Regions from separate parts of the Mus musculus genome. Here region 1 is linked to region 2. Evidence: chromatin contacts called from public HiChIP or PLAC-seq data. All regions are on one chromosome and are shown on one strand. Each heading gives the region's core, a stretch centred on a gene start, on an enhancer-like site or on the middle of the called end of the contact. The rest is flanking DNA. Distances are from core to core; before and after follow the strand shown. Region 1 holds the start of Baz2b (bromodomain adjacent to zinc finger domain, 2B). Region 2 holds the start of Cytip (cytohesin 1 interacting protein).

Region 1 (3,460 bases), core at 859-3,358, 2.0 Mb before region 2:
GATATTATCTAGGTAGAGTGTCAGTAACAAATATTGAAATATCAACATTCAACTTTATATACAGAGCTATTGCTAAGTTCCATCTGAATAATGACCGCCATTATAGAATAATGTGAGAGTTTTCCGATGTGACTTAGGATCCTAGGCTACATGCTACCCTTCATATTTACATTTTAATCTGTGTTTATCTGGATATTATTAGTCAATTCTGAGATGGTGGAATTGGTGACCTGGTCATACATGTGCAGAGCTTGGCCTCTGAGTTAATTAAATATGAGTTAATAATATATTGTAGGAGAATTATTGTCTTTATTACAGTTATTAGGTAGTTACTGAAATTATAGTTTGTAAGGAGCGCAAAGCCTGGCAAACTCAGGATTAAATCATGCATTTGAACCTTAGGCCAGCTTTACTAGAGAGACAGTCTGCTGCTAAAAGAGAAATTGTATGTCATTGAAATTAAATGCTTTTCTGGGGATGGAAGATTCCAGGTTTTAATGAAATTACTGAGTGTGGTGTAGTGAAATGATTAAAATCTGTATTCCGGGAATGTGGCAGGGAAAAAAAATCAATAAGTGCTCGCACAGCTCTGCTGCTCAATGTGAATCCTAAGATTGAAATAAACTACTACAAAAATAATAATTAAAAACATATCAGCACATTAATTTATTTAGCATCAGTCTCCCGAGACATCATCTTCACTAATTTTTAGCATACATTACTATGTAATGAGCAGCCGTCTTTTCAGATGCCCCTATTAGACAGCAGCATCGCCGCCCTTCCCCCACGCTCCTGCCTCGCAATCATTGTACTTGCACTTATTATGTTACAAATGACCGAGGTAAGGCTGACATTCTCAGAGCATGCAAAAAGACCTAGTCTGCCAGCTTTTTTTTCCTTCCTAATGAAGCAGCTTTGTGAAATCTCCCCATGTGTTAATACTAATGAAGATCCTCCAGCACAATTAAAATCACAGCCAGTGGCTGAGGAGGAAACATAAAACAATAGCATCTTTTAGGATACATCTAGCCACATATGCACGCATAAAATAATACATGGGCAAATCATTCTCTGAGAACTACATTTTTACTTGGTCTTCATTCTGAAAACTAAATTATCTAATTTGTAATTACACAAACTTCAAGAGTTTATTGTGTTCTTAATAAACACCTTAATATATATATATTTTAAATGACCTTTTTGTCTTCGTGGGTAATAACGTGTACCTAGGTTAAGGGGTTTTTTTTTTTTTTTTAACTCGTTTTTAGGAGACTGCGGGTACACTGTTGGAGGGAACGGGGTGTTCTTTGCCTTTAGTTTAACTTGATTGGTTGAAGGGAATTGGGGAGTGGAAGGTTAAAAATTGAGACAGCCAGCTGACATTCTGGGGCTCTGATGGAGCACAGCACGTTTAGTTGGTAATGGGCTATTAGTCTTTTAAAGTGTTTAGTTCTTACAGTTTAACTAGCTTTTTTTTTTTTCTTAACCGAAACTAGAAAAAAAAATGAGATTACGGCTTACAGATTATACAAATAACTGTAAAAGAACTTAGTGTTTATTCATTTGAATATTATTGATTCACACCATGAACATCACAAGCATTTAAATTCGTCCATGGAAAAGCATTAGTAGTTTACCTTGAGATCGCCTTGCGCCCTGCTTTTTAAAGCCCTAGCATGCACAAATTCTTGGCATATTAATTTAGCGTGTAGACTCCAACACAATTCCTAGTTTACAAACATAAAAGTTGGTGGAGATGGCTTATCTGTGTTCCCTAACAGTCCGTTTAAGTTTTTTTTTTTTTAAATTAAGTATTCAGTTCTGTCCCCCCCTCCCCGCCCCCCGAAAAGCAAAACAAAACATGTAAGTTTCTTAACTTTTTCTTGGGACGAGGAGCGGTGCAAACTCAAAGATACAGTATTCTTGGAATGAAGAAGCAGCCCCCTCCCTTGGCTCCTTTTAGAGCTGATAGGTCATTTATTATTGGAACTGAAATGGTATAAACAATTCTCTCGCTCTTTTTTCCCTTGTTAACAGCAACTTTCATTGTTAGAGAGAGGAGAGAGAGAGAAGCCTTGTTGGTTGACGTCACTTGGTTCATGAAGCCTTCGCCTAGAAGTGAAGCTGCTGAACAAACCTTGAGAAGAATCATCTCCTGCTTCAATCTGCTGCTGGATAGGAACTAATCAGAGAGCGAGCGGCGGAAGACGGGGACGGAGGGAGCCAGGGCTTTCGCGATCACGGATCTCACCTCCACTCCAACTCCCTAGACTTTCTGGCAGGAATTAGAAGAGAAATAAGGAGGCGGTGGGGATTCCGAAAAGCTTAACCCGCACCCGGGAAGGGCGAAAATCCCTTCCCCCGCAACTCAGTTCGAAAGTGAAGGTGAGTTTGAGAGCCGGGGTGCGGGGGTGCGGGCGAGGTGGGTTCCGGGCGGAGAGCGGCGGCTGCGGGCTGGAGCCCTCCCGAGGCGCCCGCCGCTGTTTACCCGCGCCGCCCGGTGTGGCTCTTTGTTGTGCGGCTGCGACGCAGCGGTGGCTCTGGGGTCCCGACTAGAGTCCCGGGCGGAGGGCGCGGGGCGCGGGGCCCTGGTACCGGGCGGGGTGTGTGTGTGGGGGGTGCGGGCTCCGCGGAACGGAAACTTTGCTGGGAGTGCGGGCGCGGGCGGGCGGGCGAGCGAGCGGCCGGGCGGGCCTCGTCCCTCCATTGTGCCCGCCGCCCTCGCCGCCGGCCTCGCGGCGTCCTCCAGCCCGGCCCGCTGCGGCGCCCCGCGGGGCAGCTCCCGAGGCGCCGGGCCCTGGCCGCCCCCGCCTCCGCCCGGGGCCCGCAGCCTCGCTCCCGCCGAACCGCGCCAGGCCGCTGGGGCTCCGGAGCCGGGTGGGGGTGGGGCCGCGGCCCCGGGCGGCGGGTACCGGGCGGCTCGGCTCCGGGAGGGCTCCGGGCGTCCTGGGGCCGCGGCGGCCTGGCGGGCTGGGCTCCGGGTCCTCGGGCTCCGCGTCCTCCCTCCCCCGCGACGCCCCGCTCCCCTCCCCTAAAGTAGTTCCGCGAACCCCAGAATTGGGATCGGGAAAGGCTAGGAAGTGTGCCGGGACTCGGAGCCGGCCCCGCGGGGTGGGGGCTGGCTCCTCTTCCCCTCTCCTCCGTGTTTATCTTTTGTGTGTTGTTTCCTTGTGAAGCGAGAAGCAGCTGCAGTCCGTGGCCGAGTTGTTGAAATTTATCCCTTTGTGTATATTACAATATCCTCCATTTTTCCCCCTGCCCTCTAAACAACAAGCGTTTCGCCATCTTGGGCAATTTTTATTCCCAAGTCTGTCTGTCTCTTTTAATTTTTAAGGAAGGGAAAGGAGCCATAGAAATGAAAAAAAGTGTGCCTGGATAAGGCTCAAAGTTAGGAACGGTTCAGGGGGCCATGTGACGTCATGTAAACTTTTATCAAGAAAATTTCCCCAAAGTGGTTTTT
Region 2 (3,533 bases), core at 879-3,378:
TTCTTTTCCAGTTTATACATTTAAGACAAAATGTAAACTTGAAGTTAAAAGTTGCCTCCTGGTCTCTCCTAACTGAGAGGATGTGGTACATTAATGTAGAAACTGTCGTGAGTGTATCTGACTATGACCCACATGTGGTATTTAGATCTTAAAGAGATGATCTGAAGAAGTCTGACGGGCCTCTTTAGAAAGTAGAATGCAGAAGGAACGTCAAATCTGTCCTTTCTGTCCTATGGACACTGAAGGACACCTCAGACCTGCATGGTAGACAGATTGAGCAGATTGTCTACTGTATCCCCTTCTCACAGTAATGAAGAGGCTGAGAGGGGATGGAAGGTAAATCCTAGAGGGGGAAAAAAGCCCACAACTTCTAAAAACCTACACAGTCACACACTGCTGTAAGTCAACAATTTGGTGTCTGAAAGCTTCGTTGTCATTGAAGATGAGTCATTTTATCACAGATGACACTACTGATCGGGATATTATTCAAAGTGTGTAGTAAGTGGCACGATGCAGGCCTCAAGAATCAGAAGAGAGACCCGAACCATCATGGTTGGCCAGTTCGTAAATACATTCATGGGTGTGGCCTGACTGATGTGTATGGGCAGGGAGCAGATGTGCCTTTGTTTTTTTTTAATACTAGTGGAATATAAATGTAAATGTAGTTATTGAAAGAGTCAGCATGTTAGGTGCATTTTATGGCATATAGTGAAACATGCTTCCAGTCAATCATTAATGTCTGCAATCTACAGACTAATACCTCATAACACTGAATTTGTACAGTTACTGTTTTCATCTATAGAACTTGGCTTGATTCAATGTTTGCAAGTATTAACACATTTACCTGACTGTAAAATTCCTAGAGGAAAAAAAAAATTGTTAAGCTACCAAAGTTACCAGCACTTTCTTTTGAATTACACATATCTGCCCCCTAGAAGGATGTGTGCTTGTAATCTCCAACTTAGATTTTATATGTTTTAAGGGACATCGTCTTCTTTCTATTCTTATTCAGTTCCAACAGTAAGGAGTCATGCTGTGTTAGAGCGTTACCGTTCTCCGATCCGGCTTCCTCTTTTCATTAATTCTGACGACTTTATGACTCACACTTGGCCAGTTCTGCTTGGGTTGAACCCACTTCGAGTTCTAGTGCACGCATTCCATTCTAGCTCGGAGCTTTTCTAACTCTTGTAAACTCTAGTAGTGACCTTCCAAACGACTTTTACGTGCGTGTTTGACTTCTGTGCTATTTAAAACTTCTCCTTTTTATTTTTGCTTTGATTCTGCCTTTTACGTACTTTCCTGCTTCTGGGTGAAACCCGTTATCTTCAACTACTTGAAAAATACAAAATTTAAAAAATAAAAAAAGCAACTGTTTTCAAGTCCCTCCCCCCACCGTGATGGCACACTGCCACAGGAACCATCCTGTGTTATCTCAGCTTGACTACCCCCTTCTTTCCCACTGCTTTCTTCCCCCCTAAAGTTGTAGGTATGAGTAGCCCCAGATACGAACAATGTTCTGCACTAAATACGCTGCCTTTCCTTCCCCTCCCCGTTATGTTCTTATAAAGCTGATGGGTAATTGCGGTAAGAATAAAGCGGCATAAAGGCAATTAGGTGAATGTCAAACGGCTACAGCTCTAGGGACAGAATGCATTTTTGATGAACTTTAATGAGGTAGAGGGAGGAACACCACAAGGACTTTACCAGAGAACAACCTGGCCAGCACCTGTGACATTTACAGCCAAAAGAGTGAGTGAGGGCACAGTCTGTTAAGTGCACGGGGGTGCTAATATTAAATGAGCAAACGGGTAGGAAGCAAATGAGCGAACTTGAACAAAGTTGTTTTCTTTTCTTTTCTTTCTCTGGAAAATTCTGTTTTGAGTACCCGTAGCCATAGAGTATCAAACTCTATGTTCCGGCTGTTTGAGGGAGGAAAAGTACACTGATTTTTTTCTTTTTCTTTTTTTTTTTTTTTAATTGTAGAAAAGGAACGCAAGGTTCTCTCAGGAGCACTGGAGAGTAGGAGTGACCTCCTCTATAGGCTTTGTGCAACAGTGTCTCAAACCACAGCAGTCACATGGGTTCTGTTGGCTTTGCTACTTTTTCGACTGCGTGTCAGAGGGCTGTGCATTTCGCTTCCTCCCTCCTGCAAGGCCAGGGAACCATGTGTTGGCGGGATTAATCTTTGCCCACAATGTCTCTGCAAAGGTTTCTGCAGCGGCAGGGCAGCAATGGCAATTTGGAGTACTGTGCTGACTCTGCCTACGGCTCCTACTCCGTCCTCACGGGCCAGCTCACGATGGAAGACAACCGAAGGATTCAAGTGCTGGCAGACACTGTAGCTACTTTGCCCCGGGGACGAAAGCAGGTAAGGTTGCTGCGCTGTCTAGAGTGTTCACGTTTGCCTGACCTCTGCTGAAAGTGGTACCTGCTCCTGCGTGTCTCTGTTAACTTTGACTACCAGCCTTATTCCCCGCGCTTAGGAGTCATTTCGGTTCTTATTCAAAGGAGAGTTCTTTTCCCTGAGGAGAACCTCTGTCTACTACCCAATTAACTTAGGAGTTAATGACTGAGAGTACATGTGAGGGGGGAGGTGACATGTCTACCAGAGATAGTATCACAGTTGAAGGATAGAAAAACAGTCACTTTTTTTTTTTTTTAAAGTAAGACTCAAATATTTATCTTCATTTAAAGATGTGCTCAGGTAAAATGAAAGTTGTTGAGAACAATGAACATGAAGGTCGTTTACAGGTACACAACCCACACGATCAACACTCCTCCGTTTGTGTGTCTGTTCATTGTCTCCCTCTGGGCTTACCTCCAGGCCCCGTCAGTTCACAATCGAGAGAAGACTTCTCCTTGAACACTACCTCTGTCAGCCAAGTGAATTCTTCAGTCCTGGAGCAATGATAGAACCTTGGGCTATTGGGAAGTAGGACTATTTCGGGGAGGTGAATGGGCTGCTTGGTAGCTGTGGCATACAGAGCAAGTTGGTAGCTGCCCCCCTCACATTATGTCTTTCTGAAAAGGAAGCTATCAAACTAAACTCCATTCACTTGATTAGGTAACAGCAGAAACAACTTCCTTGAACCCTCTGCCCTTTAAGTAAGGAAATGTACAGGGCACTCAGCACTCAATAAAGGCTGTTCGAAAATTTTTATGAAATGTCTTTAGAGATGAAAACTCAACTGGAAAAGTATGTGTCTAGTGAATTTGTTCTGAATCTTTGGTCTTCCATTTGTAATACATAAGAATGAACTATATACCACTTTATGTATTTTGATCATATACTTTTCTATAAGGTCCAAGGTGTGTATTTGAATTTATATAAACAGTCATGCACAAGATGTTTAGAACTGACTTAAAACACAGCTTTGTGGCTTACTACATTGTGCATATTGTGTTCTCCTCTGAGCTCATCTAACTTCAGCATTACAAAGTTGAAGCGTAGGGGAGAGTCAGGACCTGATGTGGTGAGTGGATTCCTTGGCATTTTCCACAGTGATGAAGCTCATTTGCTAGTAGTTGATTGT

The links. HiChIP or PLAC-seq counts read pairs in DNA pulled down with a chosen protein or histone mark.
Region 1: an H3K27ac HiChIP or PLAC-seq map of regulatory T cell precursor shows a contact between it and region 2, with 10 times the contacts expected there. The contact joins the promoter of Baz2b here to the promoter of Cytip in region 2. A contact is called at or near these places in 1 of 39 promoter capture datasets (pre-B cells), 1 of 484 Hi-C or Micro-C datasets (B cells) and 2 of 115 datasets of contacts at active chromatin or transcription factors (large pre-B cells and regulatory T cell precursor).

What each region holds. Positions count from the first base shown.
Region 1 is chr2:60,124,388-60,127,847 of GRCm38.p6, reverse strand. Baz2b (bromodomain adjacent to zinc finger domain, 2B) reads left to right here and starts at 2,108. Exons shown (of 36, transcript NM_001001182.3): 1 at 2,108-2,385.
Region 2 is chr2:58,158,717-58,162,249 of GRCm38.p6, reverse strand. Cytip (cytohesin 1 interacting protein) reads left to right here and starts at 2,128. Exons shown (of 8, transcript NM_139200.4): 1 at 2,128-2,368. The coding sequence starts at 2,195.